Linked DNA regions of Pan troglodytes: region 1 is linked to region 2. A link is a contact called in public HiChIP or PLAC-seq data. All regions are on one chromosome and are shown on one strand. The core of a region is the stretch at or near the end of the contact, and the rest is flanking DNA. Distances in the headings are between cores, read along the strand shown.

Region 1 (4,698 bases), core at 1,544-4,043, 330 kb after region 2:
AGATACACAGAGAACTCAGTGAAGGCAAACTTATTGACATAAATGAGGAAAGCGGTTGTGATGAAAATTTTCCAGAGGACGTGAGGCTGGCAAAAAATATTCATATTAAAGGAAATCTCAGAGATACTTCACAACATGGAAAATACAGACAAAATACTTCATAAAATTAACATATGGCATATAGAATTTATTCAATAACAAATTAAAAATTTCTTACCTTGGTAACTTTTTATACAAGAATCGCTTTAGGTCCTGAAAGAGAGCATTAAAAAATAATGTTGTAATAATAGGCCTTCCACTGTTTTCTAGATCCTGTCCTATCCAAATTTTAAGGAACTTCAGTTATCATTCATAACTTTTCTTGCTGTGTTTTATCTTTCTCTGTCTGATTTGGATGTTTATTAGTCACGCAACTTGGAGTAAGTTAACCAACCTTTTTTCGCTAAGCTTATTTCATTATTTGTTGAATAGGGCTAATATAGAACCTACATCATAAAAGTGTTGTTAAAAGTTTATTGAGAAGATGCATGGATTAGCATACCTAGAAATGGGAAACACATTTTAGCCATAAAATTACATCATAATTTTCATACTAGTGTTTTACATCCTGTTGCTATTGTGTTCACTTGAGAAGACGTTATAAACATCTTTCCATGTTCAAAGATAGACTTTCCACCATCATCTTAATGGTCTTGGGTAAGGTGATATGACCTCTGTAAGACTGCTGTCTCACATGACTATCACATTATAAAAATATGCCTTCCATTGTTTCATTATTTGTTGAACTCACCTACTCAACAAATAATGAAACAGTGTAAGGCATATTATTATAACGTAATTTTTAAAATATTTTGTTTAAGGACCTAAAATAAATTCTATATGACTATGTGAGGCAACAATTTTTTTTTTTTTTTTTTGAGACGGAGTTTCGCTCTTGTTGTCCAGGCTGCAGTGCAATGGCGCGATATCGGCTCACTGCGACCTCTGCCTCCCAGGTTCAAGCGATTCTCCTGCCTCAACCTCCCGAGTAACTGGGATTACAAACACCCGCCACCATGCCCAGCTAATTTTTTGTATTTTTAGTAGAGACAACGTTTTACCATGTTGGCCAGGCTGGTCTCGAACTCCTGACCTCAGGTGATCCACCCGCCTTGGCCTCCCAAAGTGATGGGATTACAGACGTGAGCCACCGCGCCCAGCCCAGTCTTACAGAATATAAAATAAATGACAATGTGTGTCAAGTGTTTAACACGAAACACAGTTAAGACTAAAGAAGTAGAAGACTTTTATTTTTCTAAGCTGGGGCTCACTGCAACTTCCAACTTCTGGGCTCAAGCAATCGTCTCCCCTCACTTCCAGCATAGCTGGGACTACAGAAGTATCAATGCGCCTGGCTGATTTTTAAATTTTTTTTTTGTAGAACGGGGTCTTGCTGTGTTGCCCAGGCTGATCTTGAACTCCCGGCCTCAAGTGATCCTTCCATCTCGGCCTCCCAAAGTGCTGAGATTACAGACTAAGCAACCGCATTGGCCAGAAGACTATCTTATTTTGTCTCATTACACTCTCTTATCCCAAGAATTTCACTGACAATTTAGGTATCAATTTTGACCTCACATGGATTAATCAGGTATCTTTTGTTTTGAGCATCCAACACTTACTATTCTCCAAACCCGACTGATCATTTTATCCTCCTACACACACACACACACACACACACACACACACACACACACACACACGTTACCATGTTTCTAAAGAGGCATGGGTTAGAAATCATCGTAAATTGCTACAATAAACCAAATGAGATATTGTTATCACTTACTGGAAAAAAGTATTGTGGGTACATGTCCTACTGACCAAATTCTGACAGGAAAAGCAGCAAACCATCATTCAGAATTTCAAATGGTAAATATACAGAGCCTCTCTTATGCCCCAGCTGGATTGGGGAGTAGGGAGAACCTAATTTTCTCAGTCTCAAGCACCTTAGTGTCCTACACCCCCATTCGAGGCAGAAACTCAGGATCCTGCAAATTCATTCATATTAGTCTCCTACTTCAGATATCAGAGAAAATAATTAACTGGGATGGGTGGGGCTGGGAGGATCAAAACAAATTTCTACTTGGGAAGCTCTACCTCTCCCCGCTCAGTATGCCCCTCAAAATTCCCCACTCTCCCCTTCCTCTTATGTAGGGGTGTCACTCACATCCGCCATGATGAACCCCCTTCTCTCGCAGGATCAATCTCCACGCCTGGAAGAGAAACTCCCGGTGACTCTTCCCTCTTTGGCTTCCTCGTCCTCCCCACCCACAACTTAATACGCGAGATCAGCCCTGGTCAGAACCCCCGCGGTTCTAGGGCTTGGCCCAGCGAGCCCAGTGGGAGTCGGAGTGCCCCAGCACCCCCACAGGTACTCAGCTGGCACACCTTACCTCAGCCCACCCCATCCCTGCCCCTCCACCCCAAAGAGCTAGGCCCAAAGAAAAGAAGAGAGGGCCCTCTCCTTCTGTTTAATCTCACCACCCGCGCCACCTGCGGGACTAGGCCTCAAAACCAGGCAAAGTAGCGCCAGTTACCTGGGGTTTCTAGGCTGCCTGGTTCTCTCCGCTGTCACTTCAGGGACAGCTTTAAAGACAGGTTCCTCCTCAAGCCACCGTCACATGATTCACGACCTCTTCTGCGCTCCAGGAAGCACTTTCTACGCCGCCGTCGCCCCACGACACGGGATTTCCGGAGGGGCCCGGCGGAAGCTGCGAGGGCGCGTCCGGCGGCCGCGCCCCGCCCCTCCCCCCCGCCCCGCACGCGCCCCGCCCCTCCCCTCCGCCCCGCACGCGCCCCGCCCCTCCCCCCCGCCCCGCACGCGCCCCGCCCCTCCCCCGCCCACCGCGGGCCGCGTCTTGCGCCTGCGCCTTGTGTCACGGGCCGAAGGAAGTCAGCTGTGGGGTAGAGGATTTGTACAAGATCGCTGGACCCTAAGGAACCCAGAAAATGCAAGCAAGGTTATGTGTTACAAGACATTCTTGTGCAGAGAGGGTGTATAAATGTCATTAGTTTTGCAGGGTCTGTTATCTTAAAACCTTTTCTTGTAGATGAAGAAATTTGAGGGGATGGTGTGATGAGCTGAAGAGCAAGCACCAGATTGCCTGTGATTGGAAGTACCAGGTCCACAGGTTTCTGACCTGTTTCCTAGGCTCTTGTGACTTCCCCATGGGTGCTCTTTACTGAAGGCCTTATCTAGATTGAATGGGGAGGAGCCATGGGTTTTCTGGAGCACTTCAAGCGTCTACTTTTAACATGCAGACACTGATTACGGGCACCTTCTATGTTCCCTTTTACATCAGAATTTTTAAAAATTAGTAAGGTCTCATGTAATAAATAATAATTGAAAAAAATAAAAGGCTTTCCGGGTGCGGTGGCTGACGCCTGTAGTCGCAGCACTTTGTGAGTCCGAGGCGGGACGATCCTTTGAGCCCAGGAGTTCCACACCAGCCTGGCAAGATAGGACCCCATCTCTACAAATAATAATAATAATAAAGAATTATCCGAACGTGGCGTGCACCAGGTACTCGGGAGGCTGAGGCAGGAGGATCCCTTGAGCCCAGGGTTTGAGGCTGCATCGAGTGGTGATCGCCCCACTGAACTCCAGCTTGTGTGACAGAGCGAGATCCTCAAAAGAAAAGCTTCTTTAGAAATCGCATCCTCTTTCAGCTACCACCCTGTTTTTCCTCTACTCCCTTTCATAGCCAAATTTTCAGAAGACTTTAGCCTGGTTTTCAATTGCTGCTTCCATATGTCACAAATCTAATCAGAGTTGTGTTGATTCTACCTCCTATCTTTGAAAACTATTCACCTATCTATATTCCTACCCTACTCCAAGCCATGATCATCTCTCTTTTGACAACAACCTCCTATTCTTCTTACATTCTCTTTTGCCCTCCAGTCTCCACACAGCAACAAAAATGATGTTCTAAAGACCCAAATCACATCATTTAACTCCTTCCTTGAACATCAAGTTTATTGACTTAGGATAAAGTTCAATATCAGCATCATGGTTTATATATCATTCTTATGGGGATCTGGCCCCTATCTTAATTCTCTCACCTACCCTGGATTCCTTATGCTATGATCATACAAATTTGTTTTCACTTCCATAAAGATTTTTATCACTTTACCAACTTAGCACATTCTGCCTGAGATATTTCTCTAGCATACCTTAATCCTACTAATCTCATCTTTTGCATTTCAGCTTAAACTCACTCTCAGAGAAGCCTTCCCTGACCCTCACTGAATAGTTTAGGTCTTCTAGATAAATGCTTTCATTGTACCCTGTAATTTTCTTTGTAGAATTTATCATAATTATAATTATTTACTTGATATTTATTTTCTTTGCTAGATGTAAACTCTTTAAGGTTTTTGTCTTTCTTATTCAGTGATTAATTCCCAGCACCCAGCTCACTGCCTGGGATATAGCAAGCATTGACATACTTGTTGAATAGTTGAATGAATGAAAGAGTGGCCATATTAAGAGTACAAAACATGATAAAAACAAACATTTTACAGTGAGAACAGACCTTTTTATTAATATATTGAGATAAACTACAGAGACTGAAAGACAAAAATTCATATTTCATTCAGAACATTCATTAAAAATCAAATGCATTTGAGTTCTCACAGAAAATTTTATGTAAGTCTGATATAACA
Region 2 (5,463 bases), core at 2,272-4,771:
GCCTTGAATGCATTCATTAATTTTTTTTAAAAAAGCTAGAAAGTAAGGTAAGCATTCAATTTAAGAAACTGGAGGTGGGGAAACTGAATAAGCCTAAAAAGGCTAGATGGAAAAAAATTTAAAAATATGTATTTTGATCCCCTGGATCACTTTTATTTTCCTTTCTTTCAATACACAATACATTAAATAAAATTCAGCTATGCAGGTATCCAAAACGACACCGAGTGGAGGAAACTTAAAAGCACAATTAAAATTCACAGGAAACAAATTGCTCTCTTCATGAAATAATAATATTCCAAGAGAGTACATTTCTGTTTATCAGTGGCATCATTTTCAGTTAGTTCTCTATTTTATTCAAAAACGGCATGTGTTGATTAGCTCTATATGAAGATTTTTTTTTTTTTTTTTTTTTTTTTTGGAGACAGAGTCTCACTCTGTCACCCAGGCTGGAGTGCAGTGGCGCGATCTCCGTTCACTGCAACCTCCACCCACTGCAACCTCCGCCTCCCAGGTTCAGGCGATTCTACTGCCTCAACCTTCTGAGTAACTGGGATTACAAGCGCGCGCCACCACGCCTGGCTAATTTTTGTATTTTTAGTAGAGAAGGGGTTTCACCACGTTGGTCAGGCTGGTCTCGAACTCCTGACCTCATGATCCGCCTGCCTCGGCCTCCTGAACTGCTGGGATTACAGGCGTGAATCACCAGGCCTGGCCTACGTGAAGCCTTTTTAAAGAGCAATGTAATGTTTTACAGGTCATGTACACCAGGGGGAGCATTTGCCTTTCCTATCTAAGAAGTCTTAAGTTAAATTTAATATGACCTGTCATAGTACATTAATGTTTCAATCTCTCAAACACAAGGAAAGGTCATGAGATGGTCAACATCTTCATCATCATCATCATCATCTTTTTTAAAACTATTCCTAACTAAGAAAACGACTGTACTAAGTGAAGTTTTTAGGCTTTAAATAAGCCAGGTGCACTGAGACAAATGGAATGCAACAAAAATGATGCTAACCTGATATCTTATAAATTATTCCGTATAGTATACTTTACAAAGATATCTACCAACTCGCACTGTCTACACTATACAATAAGTATAATGTATATCTACACTGCACTATGTACTAGCGTGTTCAGATTACCTGTTAAGCAAAACAGCATTTTATTAGGTATACTTGCTTTCTAATTGTTTTAGTTTGGGCAATAATTTATAAAATTCCATGGCAGAGTTTTTCATTCCTTTCTCACATGCAGTGATGCTCACAGTACATTTTCATTCATTCAACCAAGTTCAACAAATGTTCAAGAACGTATTTTACAGTAACTATAAAAATATTTGTGTGAGGTCGGGCGCAGTGGCTCATGCCTGTAATCCCAACACTTTGGGAGGCTGAGGTGGGCGGATCACCTGAGGTCAGGAGTTCAAGACCAACATGGCGATACCTCGTCTCTACTAAAAATACAAAAATTAGCCAGGCGTGGTAGTGGACGCCTGTAATTCCAGCTACTCGGGAGGCTGAGGCAGAAGAATCGCTTGAAGCCGGGAGGCAGAGGTTGCAGTGTGCCATGATCGCAGCACTGCACTCCAACTAGGGCAACAGAGTAAGACTCCCTCTCCAAAAAAAAAAAAAAAAAAAATTATATATATATATATATATGTGTGTGTGTGTGTGTGTGTGTGTGAAATTTTACTTCTGCATAAAATTTTAAAAATTTGTGGGGTTCATTCGCAGACATAGGTTATCAAGTGGGCTTACAAACTATCTCACTTTGTAAGGCAAGGACACATCCTACATCAATGAGCACCAAAAGAAAAAAAAAAGTTTTTTAAAACTGCATTAAGTTATGGATTGGGATAAAATAAATAATCGTCGTTAATTTATGACAGTCTCCTTTTCAGAAAAATCTCAACGAATGTGGGAATAATGCAGATTGGAATTAATGACTTGACAGCGATAGCAAAGGAATGCCTTTTTTTTTTTTTTTTTTTTTTTTTTTTGAGAGGGAGTCTTGCTAGGTCGCCCAGGCTGGAGTGCAGTGGCGCAATCTCGGCTCACTGCAACCTCTGCCTCCCGGGTTCAAGCGATTCTCCTGCCTCAGCCTCCCGAGTAGCTGGGACTACAGGTGCGCGCTACCACGCCCAGCTAATTTTTGTTATTTTTAGTAGAGACGGGGTTTCACCACGTTGGCCTGGATGGTCTCCATCTCTTGACTTCGTGATCCACCCGCCTCGGCTTCCCAAAGTGCTGGGATTACAGGCATGAGCCATCGCGCCCGGCCTTTCTTGTTTGTTTGAGACGGAGTTTCGCTCTTGTTGCCCAGGCTGGAGTGCAATGGCGCAATCTCGGCTGATTGCAACCTCCGCCTTCTGGGTTCAAGTAGTTCTCCTGCCTCAGCCCCCCCAGTAGCTGGGATTACAGGCATGCGCCAACACGCCCGGCTAATTTTGTATTTTCAGTAGAGACGGGGTTTCACCATGGTGGTCAGGTTGGTCCCGAACTCCTGACCTCAGGTGATCCACCCGCCTTGCCCTCCCGAAGTGCGAGGATTACAGACGTGAGTCACCGCGCCCGGCCAGGAATGCCCTTTTTAAAGACATGCGGACTAAACGTGGAGGAGCGAAAAGCCCTTTGTTCACTTCAGTTGTCAAGCCTTTTGGGCAGAGGGTTGGGAATGGAAGGGGCAGAGGAAATTCTTTCAGAAAGTGACAAGTAATGTGTTGCCATCCTCTTCATATCTGTAGAAAAATCCCCAAATTTAAAGTATTTCAGTGAAATCAAGTAACACTTCGATCTTTATAAAACTGTCCTCAGCTCACAGCACCTGCAGCAACTTCCCCTCGGGCTCTCTACATTTCAGAGAGTTCAGCGACGTCAGCCCTTTGCAGGAAAAATGAGGTAAGGCAGCTTTAGAGAGGTAAAGCCCACGGTCTCTAGCCACGAAGTGGCAGGGCCATAACACGCTTTCCGGCCCTTTAGAGTACAGATTTCCCACTGATTCTTTGCAAACTCACTTTTCACATACTACGGGCCGATGGCAACCCCAAAACACGCGCCGACGGAAAGCGCCCCACCACGGGGCGGAGCCTCGCCCACTATCCCTTCTAGGCTCCCAGCCAGCAAACGCATTTCAGAGACGGGATTAAGCTGTCTCTGGAGAACCAGGGAGCAGCTGGGTAGGCCGCGGGGGGCGCCTGTCATCGACGTCATTTCCTTCAGCAAGAGCGCCGCAGGCAACCACTTCCACACCACTGCTCCCCTCTCCCCCGGAAGCCCTTGTTGCTAGTAGGGGGCTGTGTGGCACGCGCCCCTTTGCGTCCAGAGAATACCATAGTGCGGGGGAGCGCCAACCAGTGCCAGGACACTTACCGAGCTGAAGAGTTGACAGGGAAGTGAAATCTCAGAAAGAAAGCCTTTCTGGGTTGGCCTGGTTACGGCTCACGCTTCCTTCCACAGAAACTTCAATTCCCAGAGGCAGGGGCGGTAGTTACACGGTGGAGGCTACGGCGGTTGCGTCTTACGTCATCGAACTGCGCCCATTTCGAACCCGCAATGGAAGAAAGGGGAGGGGTTTATGCGGGGCGGGGTCTGGAGTTAGTGTTTTGGGAGTGGGAGGTAGTTACAGTGATGTCTGTTTTTTCCCGTTCAAGAATTAAGTGTGTACCTGCAGACGTGTATTCATTCATATATTCTTGTGAGTATTGGATGAAGGAATTAAGATAGTCCCACTGTTAAAAATGCAAAAACAACGAAGAAAGGCTCCTAATTTTTCTGTGTTGAAAATGAGAGAAAAACATCTCTTGCCTATATTATTTTTAATTTATTCAGAAAATTACCATATCACATGATTTTACATAACTCAAGTGGAAAATTAAATTCAAAAAGTGAGTCAGATTCACAATAAAATGCATTTAAATTTAGAATCTGTAAGGCTTTTTTATGGCTGAAGTAAAACAGCCATAGCTTTACTCTTTATTCATTCCTTGAGCTATTTTTCCTATGCTGTTTTGCAAAACACCAGATGACATTTCATTGTTTATAATACTTGACCTTATATAATCTTTTTGCTATATATAGATCATGTCAACTGAGAGAGAAATGAAATACAATCCCGTAGATTGTCGTTTTCTATTTAGTTTTTTTCTCCTCTACTTCTAATAGGTGATTATTGCAGAATTTGAAGGTAAGAATGAGGTTTGCATCTTGAATAGAAGACTGGCTTCTCATATAGAAATAATTTTGAAGTAAATTATCCTTGATGCTTGAAGATATTTGAACATGTTTAAAGGCTTCAGTGAATAGAAAATTAAATCCAGAATTTGAGATTCTCTAAAAGAGCCGAAATTTCTTTGACTTTAGTTACAAAACTAAAGTCACTCTTGCCATAAGCCCTTAAATTTTACTTGAAACACTGTGTCAGCTATAACACTGTTGTGAGTCCCTCTTCTGTTTCTTCCTCATCTCAAACCTAAAAGATTTTGTTAACTGAGCACTGGCAAAAAAGTCTGGATCCACTTCTGATCTGTTAGTAGGGCATCTTTTTTCAGCTGCCTCCATATGAGGGCAAAGAGTAGCTGAGGGAGGATTAGTAATTGGATATGTAGCCCTTCATATGTAGGTCATTAAATTCAGGCTGGCAAAGTGATGTGCCAAATCTTTCCACAGCTGTTCAGTTGCTCCTATGGGATCTGTTTTATAAATAATTATACAGTTTTTTCAGAGTTAATACCTGGCATCCTTAGATATTTTAAACAAAGTTTTAAAGCAAAAAAAAAACTTCATATTCTAATAATGAAGTCAATAAATTTTCTTTTGACATAGACATTTAACTTTGTAGTCATTTGGTGCAAAATTTAAAATGATTCTATTATTAATCCAAAGTAAGCACCAAAAGAGCACCAGCAAAAGTCAATTTAACAAAAAATTGAAACATATAGAAAGTTTAAGACGGTGAAATCATGTGAAACAATAATTTCATTGATTTGTAAAATTATGTATTTATTTATTTGACACATGTATCGAGTTCTATGCGTTTTGTCTTAGTATTGGTGATACAGAAATGACGAAATCATGCTCTCTGTGCTTAAGGAATCCTTAATCTAATAGGGGAGCCAGCAGTAAATAAATACCATACAACATGTACTTGAGATGCTTGTACTTTGAAAGAAGCAACTAAATGCTCCTTGAGGCAGAGGACATAGTTTTGGAGATTAAATAATTTTGTTTCATCTTGGAAAGTAAGTAGGAGTTGTACAGGTGTCAGAAAAGTGAAGAAGTTTAAGATATTGGGAACAGTGAAAGCAAAGACCTAAGCGTGTCATAGTTTTGCACATGACTGAAAAGCTGTGGATAGAATGAGGAAGAAGGAGGAGATAATAACCCTAAGGGCTTCTCTAACTTGGACAACTGTAGGAATGCAGTAACATTAACCGGGTCATTTAGGGAATACTGGAAGAAAAAT

The links. HiChIP or PLAC-seq counts read pairs in DNA pulled down with a chosen protein or histone mark.
Region 1: an H3K4me3 HiChIP or PLAC-seq map of stem cell-derived excitatory neurons shows a contact between it and region 2, with 16 times the contacts expected there. The contact joins the promoter of LAMTOR3 here to the promoter of MTTP in region 2. A contact is called at or near these places in 3 of 7 Hi-C or Micro-C datasets (induced pluripotent stem cells and stem cell-derived neural progenitor cells), 1 of 1 datasets of contacts at active chromatin or transcription factors (stem cell-derived excitatory neurons) and 1 of 1 other capture datasets (stem cell-derived neural stem cells).

What each region holds. Positions count from the first base shown.
Region 1 is chr3:101,349,085-101,353,782 of NHGRI_mPanTro3-v2.0_pri, forward strand. It overlaps LAMTOR3 (late endosomal/lysosomal adaptor, MAPK and MTOR activator 3), which reads right to left and starts at 2,794. Exons shown (of 8, transcript XR_010156653.1): 1 at 2,574-2,794; 2 at 2,204-2,249; 3 at 218-252.
Region 2 is chr3:101,018,265-101,023,727 of NHGRI_mPanTro3-v2.0_pri, forward strand. It overlaps MTTP (microsomal triglyceride transfer protein), which reads left to right and starts at 3,522. Exons shown (of 18, transcript XM_001167454.6): 1 at 3,522-3,696. The coding sequence starts at 3,555. TRMT10A (tRNA methyltransferase 10A) reads right to left here and starts at 3,576. Exons shown (of 8, transcript XM_001167367.7): 1 at 3,372-3,576.